Regions from separate parts of the Mus musculus genome. Here region 2 is linked to region 1. The links are chromatin contacts, called in public Micro-C maps. All regions are on one chromosome and are shown on one strand. The core of a region is the stretch at or near the end of the contact, and the rest is flanking DNA. Distances in the headings are between cores, read along the strand shown.

Evidence for each region. A called contact is a pair of places that touch in the nucleus more often than the background predicts.
Region 2: a contact with region 1 is called in a Micro-C map of the G1E-ER4 cell line, with 2.9 times the contacts expected there. The contact joins the enhancer-like site here to the promoter of Plpp5 in region 1. A contact is called at or near these places in 10 of 39 promoter capture datasets (the 3T3-L1 cell line, 3T3-L1-derived adipocytes, the HPC-7 cell line and 6 more), 6 of 484 Hi-C or Micro-C datasets (CD4 T cells, the G1E-ER4 cell line, the N1E-115 cell line and 1 more), 5 of 115 datasets of contacts at active chromatin or transcription factors (bone marrow-derived macrophages, embryonic hindbrain, embryonic stem cells and 1 more) and 3 of 9 other capture datasets (adipose tissue, liver and pancreatic islet).

Annotation. Positions count from the first base shown.
Region 1 is chr8:25,717,326-25,721,836 of GRCm38.p6, reverse strand. It overlaps Plpp5 (phospholipid phosphatase 5), which reads right to left and starts at 1,789. Exons shown (of 7, transcript NM_028000.1): 1 at 1,686-1,789; 2 at 1,462-1,570; 3 at 1,192-1,282; 4 at 600-663; 5 at 51-175. The coding sequence starts at 1,747. It overlaps Nsd3 (nuclear receptor binding SET domain protein 3), which reads right to left. Exons shown (of 23, transcript NM_001081269.2): 23 at 2,170-4,511.
Region 2 is chr8:25,576,319-25,580,829 of GRCm38.p6, reverse strand. It overlaps Letm2 (leucine zipper-EF-hand containing transmembrane protein 2), which reads left to right. Exons shown (of 11, transcript NM_001364069.1): 9 at 422-514; 10 at 1,036-1,110; 11 at 2,026-2,340. The coding sequence ends at 2,088. Among named protein-coding and RNA genes, the nearest start is that of D830025C05Rik, 18 kb to the left of the region's middle. Within about 2 kb of position 2,384, at least 49 of the 459 cell types and tissues checked have an H3K27ac peak or open chromatin away from gene starts, as enhancers often do. A contact at or near this core is called in the G1E-ER4 cell line, the HPC-7 cell line and embryonic stem cells, where this site is marked.

The DNA of each region.
Region 1 (4,511 bases), core at 540-3,039:
AGCGGAACATGGACATGTAAGTATTTAAGTAGTTCCCATGAAACTCATACAGGAAGAATGTCCACTGGGGAAGCTCTTTCGGCCCTCGTTCACCACATCCTCGTCCCCCGTGCACGTCAGATCAGAATGGGCCAGCCCATCAGGGAAGCAGCGGTAGAAGAAGTCTGGGCGGGGCCTGGAAGAAATATAATTTACTCTCTCAGGAAGTATTTTTCAGTAATAGTAGATGTCAATAATCTGTTGACCACTAATGTCATAGGCAAAATAATGTAATGGGGTGAGATTAGTGTTTATACTGAGAAAAAGGCCTTAGCCACGCGGCCAATGTTCAAGAAAGTCTCTAGCATATGATTGTATCTTAGCACAGAGCAGCTAGTCATACTGCAGCTTTAGGTACATAAAGGTGGTCGCTGTGGGAAATACTCAGGACAGGACGCAGACCAGGTGGTACACTTGGAACAGGCAGAGGGCAGGGAGAGGGAGTTCTGGTGAGAAAGGAGAGACTAGTCTGAGAATCCGGGTAAACACTGCTTGAGAATGTGGTGGTGTGTGTGTGGGGGGCGCTCAGGGAGGTTTGAGTGCCAAGGCTTCTCACTTACCTGCCCACTATCAGTTTGATTATGTTGGTAAAGACACCATTCAGAGCTAGGGCAAGGCTGGCAGCTGGAAAGCAAAGAAGCCGTTAGTGCCATCTGCTTGGAGAAGAGTAAGCCACCACCTCATGAGTAGAGCCTTCATTGCTTTGAGATAGAACCCAACCAGAATAAAAACCCAAACGGCCTAGGGGCAGAGAAGTGGAGCACTGAGGAACACCTATGTGGCACCTGTGTTAATAGGGAACACCTGTGTGGTGTCTGTGTTAATAAGGAACACCTGGCCGGGCGTGGTGGCACACGCCTTTAATCCCAGCACTTGGGAGGCAGAGGCAGGTGGATTTCTGAGTTCAAGGCCAGCCTGGTCTACAAAGTGAGTTCCAGGACAGACAGGGCTACACAGAGAAACCCTGTCTCGAAAAAACAAACAAACAAAAAGGAACACCTGTGTGGCGCCTGTGTTATTAAGCACATTCTCATCAGTACTGCTTTTTGGTCTCATGGGGTAAAAAGACATACTTTAGGGGTACAGAGTAGCTGAACCCCATAGCTACTTGCCAACACTAAGACAGGAACAACTGGAACAAGGGCGACTTACCGAGGCAGGCTTGCTTGCTGTCGGTAGCGTCAGCTTTCCTTAGAAACTTGGCGAGGAAGATCAGGGACAGTGGAGTGAGAAAGGCAATGACCTGAAGGTAAAACACAGGGTCGGTAAAACCAAGTCCCTCCTGGCCTAAAGCACCAGCTGCCGCGCACTAACCAAGATCGGGGCTCAGATTGCCCACCAGACGCCTCGCCCTAGCCCTGGAACTCAAGGCAGGGGAGGAGTCCCTGCCAGCGGAGGAGGGCGGGAGGGCAGCTCACGCACAAACATGCGGCCGGTGGGGAAGTATTCCGCCTCCACGTACGGGTTCCTGTAGAGCCACAGCTCCTCGGGCTGGATCCGCCGCTGGAAGGGAGGGAGCAGCTCGGTCACCCTGGGGAGGAAACGGGGAAGATTGACAGGCTACCTCGGCGGAAGAACCTGCCGCCCCGAGCCGCTTAGGAAGTGCGAGCGCCCAGGGACGCCTGGGAGCGTTGACAGATCCTTACAGGAAAGCCACAAAGAGCAGGACCCGCACGCCCAGCTCGGCTCCCAGGGCCGCCGTCCCCATCCCGCCATACGTGCGGATCAGACGCTGACGTGGCCCCGGCGCGCCGTGGTTCCGCCCGCCCGGTGTCCAGCGCCACCTAGCGAACTCCGCGGGGACTGACTACCAGCGGGGCCTCCGGGCTACAGGAAATTCAGAGCTCATTTGCTGTGTTATGAGTACCACCTAACAGATCACCTTTGGGTCTCAAAGCAATGTGTCCTTCACCAACCACCCAGATCAGCTTATAGGACAAGAAAAGGAACGTCATTCTCCAGAGATGCTTCCTCTACAAAAGCAAACCAGAAAGCCCACTTTAAAGAAACTATGTCTTTGGAGCATTTCGAAGGGAAAAAACTGGGCTGAGGGTGAGTGGTTGTATTTTTGTGTCTCATTTCCCAGTAAACTGTACCATGAAATTACAGGTAAAGAACCAGCCCATATTCTTAAGTAGACCATACAGGACAATTTATTAAAGTCAACCTCAAGCAAGACCTGAAATCAATGGAATGCCATTAAAAGCTTTCCCACATTCTTACAGAAGCAGAAAACATATTTGAATTCTAAAGTATCTGTAAGTTAAAAAGGCAGGATTCCAGTAAATACAATGTACAAAACCTGTCCCACCAGCACACATCAGTAAGAAGCTCAAATGTTACAGGCAATCTCACATACACTACACTAGTTAACAGATATGTACAGGTTAACTAAGATGGTAGGCTCATACTTTGCAATAAGACATTGGTCAATAAACAAAATCCTTAAACTATATTTTGAAGTCATTAAACAGTAATGCCCTAGTAGAATACCCCTGGGGAACATTAACACTAACCCCTTAGTGTTAGGAGCGCCAAGTCACAGAAACTAAAGAGACTGACTAATGGATGTTGACACTTTGATATTTCACAGGTCTACAGCGTTCATTACAGGTAAATACAGATGTAAACAATCTATCAAGAACTTTATTCAAAGAACACAAGGTGAGGGTGGGATCTGCAGATATGTGTTTATTGTGTAATATTTAAATGGACACAAATGAATTTGCCATAGCAGTTGAAAATACACAAATCTTTGTATATAAAAAGAACTTTTTAGCCAGCTGTAATCAGTTAGCAACTTGGTTATTAGCGGCAATACAGTTACTTACCATAGGGTACAAAAAATGAGATGTTAATTGATAACAAAAGTGTAATTCCCTCATTCCCTTTAACTGACAAGAATTCCCTGTTGAGGCAAAATGGCAGATACTTGAAAGCCATCTGCACAGAGCAAGGCTCAGTCAGCAGGTAAGGAAGGCTTCTCGTCCCTTAACGGACGCAGTGAAGTCACAAGAAAACCAAGGACCGAATACTGACTTTGGCAACTTCTATTTTCCCTTGAACTTACAAGTCAATGACTTTCAGAGCCTACTGAAGGACAAACAATACTTTTCTCCCCCCTCCCCCATACACAAATACAAGCGCTCACATCTGCCACTTTTGCAATGGATTGACAAAAGCCAAACAATTGATTTTCCCCCCCTTTTTGAGACAGGGTCTCTCTACATAGTCCTGGCTGGCTGGGAAGCGTTAGGTAGGCCTTGAACTCTCGGAGATCCTCCTGCCTCTGCTTCTGGAGTGCTAGGATTAAAGGCGTGTGCAACCATGCCCAGTGGAAATGGGTTTTTGAAACAAAGGTTATACATAGCATTTTAGGAGTATAACATAAGTGCGCCCTCTTCCCCCCACACAAGCATATGTTAAACAGAAAGACCAGCTACCCAGGGGTGAGGCAAGGAAAGGAGAAAAAGGCAAAACAAAGACGCAGGGAAATCATTTCTCAACATGCACGAGCTCCGACCTCAAAGGTGCCAAGAAACCTAAGATGCCCGTGCTCCCGTCGGGAGGACTGCATATCTGACAGTATACAACATGATGCTTTCCATGTCTTAATTTTAAAACTGTAAAATATAAAATGAGAATCTGAAGTCCCAAGGAATTGAAGAGCCTGAATTCAAATGGGGTGGGGGGGTCTCGGTGTTAGGGGAACTGCACTGTACCTTTCCCTCCCTTTCTCCCCACATTCCCATTCCCCCACCCAAGGTGAAAACTGTGACACCTCAGTCCATACAACAATCCACTGCAAAGCTGCCTACACGGATCCCTTCGTCCATCCAAGGAGGGACCAGACCTTTCCGTAACCAACCATTCTGTTACAAATAAGCAAAGACCAAGTGTGGGCGGTCCTTCCTGAGGACCTTGCCATCCGATCACTTCCACGCTGCCCTTAGCAGCCTGGCAGAGTCCGGGATGGTCAGATGCAACAGCCACGTGAAAAGCAATTCAAGTCTAGAAATGAAGCAGTGCCTTGAGAAACATAAAGACCATACGCTGCTCACGCTCAGGGAGACTGAGGCAATTTGTCTCCCTCTCCCATTAGGGCATGGCATGTGGTTGGCAGCATTTTAGCTCCGTGGGGAAGTGCTGCAAGAGGAGTGTTGTTTTGACAAGATTAGCGGCAGGTCTTGGAGAGCCGGGTCTATGTTCTGAACAGATAATGGGAGGACTTCAAACTGTAGTCTGGCTTTGACCCGAAACAGTAAGAAAGTACTCAAAAAAGAAGCCACTGCATAAAAGCTGCCTACCAGTCCAGCCGAGTATTTCACATGAGCAGACAGACCCTCAGTATCTCAGATCCATATTAGTTACACACACTTCCGCAAACACTGCAGTGGGAGACACTGACAGAAGCAGTGGGCTGCAGGCCCTTATTATCTCTTTAGTTTCAAATACTTCCTAACTCAGTATGT
Region 2 (4,511 bases), core at 1,135-3,634, 140 kb after region 1:
GGTAAATGCCTTTGATCCCAGCACTTGGGAGGTAGAGGCAGGTGGGATCTCTACAAATTCAAGACTGGTCTGGTCTATATAGTGAGTTCCAGGCCAACCTTCACATTGAAATTCATCTCAAAACAATAAAAATAGAGGAAGATATAGTCAGGCACACACCTTTAATCCCAGCAGAGGTCAGCTCTAGGCCATCTAGACCTACATAGTGAGACCCTGCCCATACACATACCTCTCGCAAATGCATGCATTTGCATGCATGTATACGCGCGCGCGCGCACGCACGCGCGCGCACACACACACACACACACACACACACACACACCCTCTCAACCCCACATGCATACCGCTAGACAGAGGAAGGCACATATTCTTGTCCATGCTTCTGGGCCTGACTATTTATACTTGCATAATGTGTCCCCAGACTCCAAAGCCAAACCTTGGAATACCGACACCTCCACCCCCCGAGTCAAAGGAGAACCTCACAGACTCTGCACCTCAGCTGAAGGGAACGAAGGTTAGTTATTTCACTTTCTTTCTACATGATTAAACTGAAAAAAAAAATGATCAGACTTAATTTTCTTTTCCTCCAAACGAGATGATGGTGTAGCTCAGGCTGGTTTCAGGCTCCAGGACCCCTTGCCTCAGCCTCTCAAGGATTGAGATGACAGGAGCACACCCCCAGCCATTTCTCTGCATGTCTTATCCTCCCAGTGGAACAGAACTCATTGTATCCAATGCAGTACCACCTGGTAATAAAGAACATCAATAGCACTGCTTAATCTGATTCGTAAAAAGCTCAGCATATTGGACTGGGTGTGTAGCTCACTGGTAATGGGCTTGTGGAAAATGTGAAACCACAGCTTCCATCTCCAGTTACTGCCAGAAATGTTTTAAGTCAACATTTGATTACATGTAATTTTCAGATTTTTGCCTTTCAAACCCTACATAATATAGTTGTTACAAGTTCCTGGTATCCGTGGTAGATCCTGGTATGCACTGGCTTAAATCACTAATTTCTCAGTTCTAATGTTTAAGGATGAAGAATTTATACAACTGCCCCCAGTACCGTCATCACTCATAGCACCAGCAGCAACTATTTCCAAAGAAGCAGTAAGTAGTCTAGAGGAACCTCTCCCCAGGTATCTGGAAGGGCACTGGGGCCACAGCATCATGCATACCACAGAACACTACAAGAGTCTTGCTGCTATCCAGACAGGAATGCAGGCTGGACTCGAGCGATCTTATGGCCGCTACCTCTTCCCCTCAACTGTCCCGAAGTAGAGGGGGAAAGTCCGCACCCTGCTGGAGCAACCCAAGCATGGAAGTCTAGAGCTAATTACACTATAGGCAGATCCTTAGTTTTATGTGTTAAATGCAAATAGTTCCCACATGTTATCTAGTTTACATGGGCTTCTGATGTCAGGAAATACAAGCAGGAAAGCAATTAAAGTTTCAGAAAAAGACACGTAAATAGGACATTTCTGTGCCCACTTCTCCCATTTGGGCCAAGTAATTTGGGGGAGGTGAGAAAGCACAAGCAAACAGTAGGAAGGTCACTGGGGGGGGGGGGTGGGTGGCTGGGGACAGATGAACTGTGTGTGACAGGTCCACCGTAGGCTCATCTGTGATCCTGTGGCTGGGCTGGCACTCAGAAAGGGATTCCATGCTTGTTTGTATCTCCATCTTTATTACCAAAGCAGTCGTACAGGTCTGAGTCTGTGGCCCCTGTCTCGTTGCTTTCCTTTGGGGAAGGTGGAGCACGTTCACTCTGAATGTAGTTCAAGCTTTCCTGGAACTCAGGCCAGTTCTACTTCCTCACCAGCCTCGACAGGGATTACAGGCTCAACACACATGCACGCACACACACACATGCACACACACACACGTGCACACACACACGTGCACACACACACACACACACTGAGCCTGGCTTGTGGCCATTAGTTTGATTAAGAAGCTCAAAGTAGATGCTTGCAGAATTTAAACTGTTTGTGACCAAAGCCTAAAGTGTTGTTTTATATCCAGATCCTCCAGGCCAAGTCCCAGGAGACCTCACAGAACAGCAAGGCTGATTCCAAAGGAGCCTAAGGATCCCTTGAAGGTGGCGCTCCCTCTCTTCAGTCACTCCGCTCAGCAGTGGCGTCCACAAAGGAATTCCAGCTAAGACTGTCTGGCTTGAGATAAAGGATCAGCCATTAAGTCGTTGGAGGCCTTGTGACCATCCCAGAGATGCAAGCAGTGACACCAAGTTCAGGCCATTTAGAGAAGCTTAATTACAGTCCATCTCTACTGTATAATTTTGTCATCTTACTAAACGTTGCATAAAGACACTCCCACCAAGTTGTGTTCGAATGGCTTCCTGTTTGTGTGAACTTGGGGAGGGGACTGAGCAGGGGTGGGGGTGGGGCTGTGGTTTCTAGGCAAGCACTGGCATTGAGCTGTATGTATTCCCCTGCCCTTTCTTTCACTTTTGTAAATGGCAAGGTAAGATCGGAATTGCCCAGGCTAGCCTTGAATTTTCAGCCTCCCTCACCGCATCTCCCAAGTAGCTAGGATTATGTAGACTTTATGTTACCAGGCCCAATTGGATGTGGACCTTTTAAGAGGAAATATATTTCACAATGGAGTCAGCTTGGCACCTTAAATACCTCTCTCTGCCTCCTGTGGCTTGGAATTGTTAGCCAGAACATGGAGACTCCCCAAACCACCTTTAAGAGCACCTGGCCGGCCTTTGTAGAGGGACTCCTCAGTAGAACAGTACCGTGCCCGAGGACCAGGACGGACGTGCTTCCCAGGAAAGCACAACTTCTTAGAGAAGTTAAACAGATAGTGATGCTGGAGGGACTGTCCCGTCAGAAGACCACTAAATCCTGCAGAGGGTCAGTGTCTGGTTCCCAGCACCCACATGGTCGCCACGACCAATTTCTAACTCCAGTTCTACAGAATCCAGCAACCTCTTCTGAACTTCACAGGTACCATTCATGGTGCACACACACACACACACATATATAAACAAAACACTTATATGCCAGACCGTGGTGGCACGTACCTTTAATTCAAGCACTCTGGAAGGAGAGGCCGGTGGCTCTTTGTGAGTTGGGAGTCCAGGCTGGTCTACAGAGTGAGTTCCAGGACAGCCAGAGCTACACAGTGAGACCCTATCTCGAAACAAACAAGACACAGACATCTCCACCCACTTCCCAGGCCTTGAACTCAGGAGTGCTGGGATTATAGGTGTGTGCCACTACCACATAGCCAATGAACTCCTTAATCATCATTCAAGCAACTGGACTACACCCCAGCCCAGAGCATGTACCTCCTCAAAATGCTCCCTAGTCATGGAGGACCAGTCCCACCCAGTGTGCTAATCAACTGACTTCTGTAGGCTGTGTTCATACACCACTCTGGGAAGCTGCCATTGCTCTAATCTAAGGTATCTCACAATACAACTTCCGTCTGGAAGTGGTGGGTTTTTAAACTTAGTGCATACTATAGATGTGTAATATGGGAAAGGGATTAGCTACTTAACTGGCTTAATCCTCTCATCTCCCTGATGCACGTGGATTCCTTCTGGCCTTCTCAATGAGCAAATGGAAGTAGTTAAGTCATGGAGTCTGGCCATTGAGGACTCCACCTGTGCCCCGACCCACCCCACTCCCATCCCCCATTTTACTTTTTTGGAGACAGGGTATCACCATGCAATCTTGGTTGACCTAGAACTCAATATATAGACCAGGCTGGCCTTGAATTTAAGAGATCCACTGGCTTCTGCCCCCTGAGTTCAGGATTAAAGACCATCACCTTTTGTTTTCAAAATTTGGGTTACTAGGCCATAACCCCAGGCTGACACACATACTTTCCTTTAGAGAGCCAGTTTCAGCACACCACTGGAACCTCCGACAGCACGGCAATTGAATGCATTGCTTCTGTGCACCAGGACATGCACGTACCCAGCAGGCAGTAAAGATTCTGAATGCTGCTGTGTGTCAAACAAGAGGGAACCAGTTCCAGAGTCCTTCATAACTTCAGTGTGTTCTGGTTCGTTTAATTTCCTTTTAGACAAGAGTCTCACTGTGCATCTTCAGCAGGCCCTGAACTCACGATGTAGACCAAGTTGTCCCTGAACTCAAGATCTACCGGTCTCTGCCTTCTGAGTCTGGGATTACAGGCATTCACTACCAGGACCAGCCAACTTCAGGGTTCTTGCTGGTCTACTCCCTTCTTGGTTTCTACATGCCATGTTGCTTCAAAGCCCTCCATTCTCCCTCCCAGCTATTTCCTGCATATGTGGTGGAACCAAGCTCTACCAGCTGCTAACAGCTGCTAACAAGCTCATTGGGTACAGTTTTAAGCTCTAACATGCGCCTGTAGCGACATTAGACACAGCACACATTCTACACAGAATTGTAATAGTTGTTGCTGCTACTTAATAGTATGGCCCTGCACTTGTGCCATGTCCAATTCTGTACAAGACATATTGGTCATGTCCAGAGTCTGACAATGCTATATCC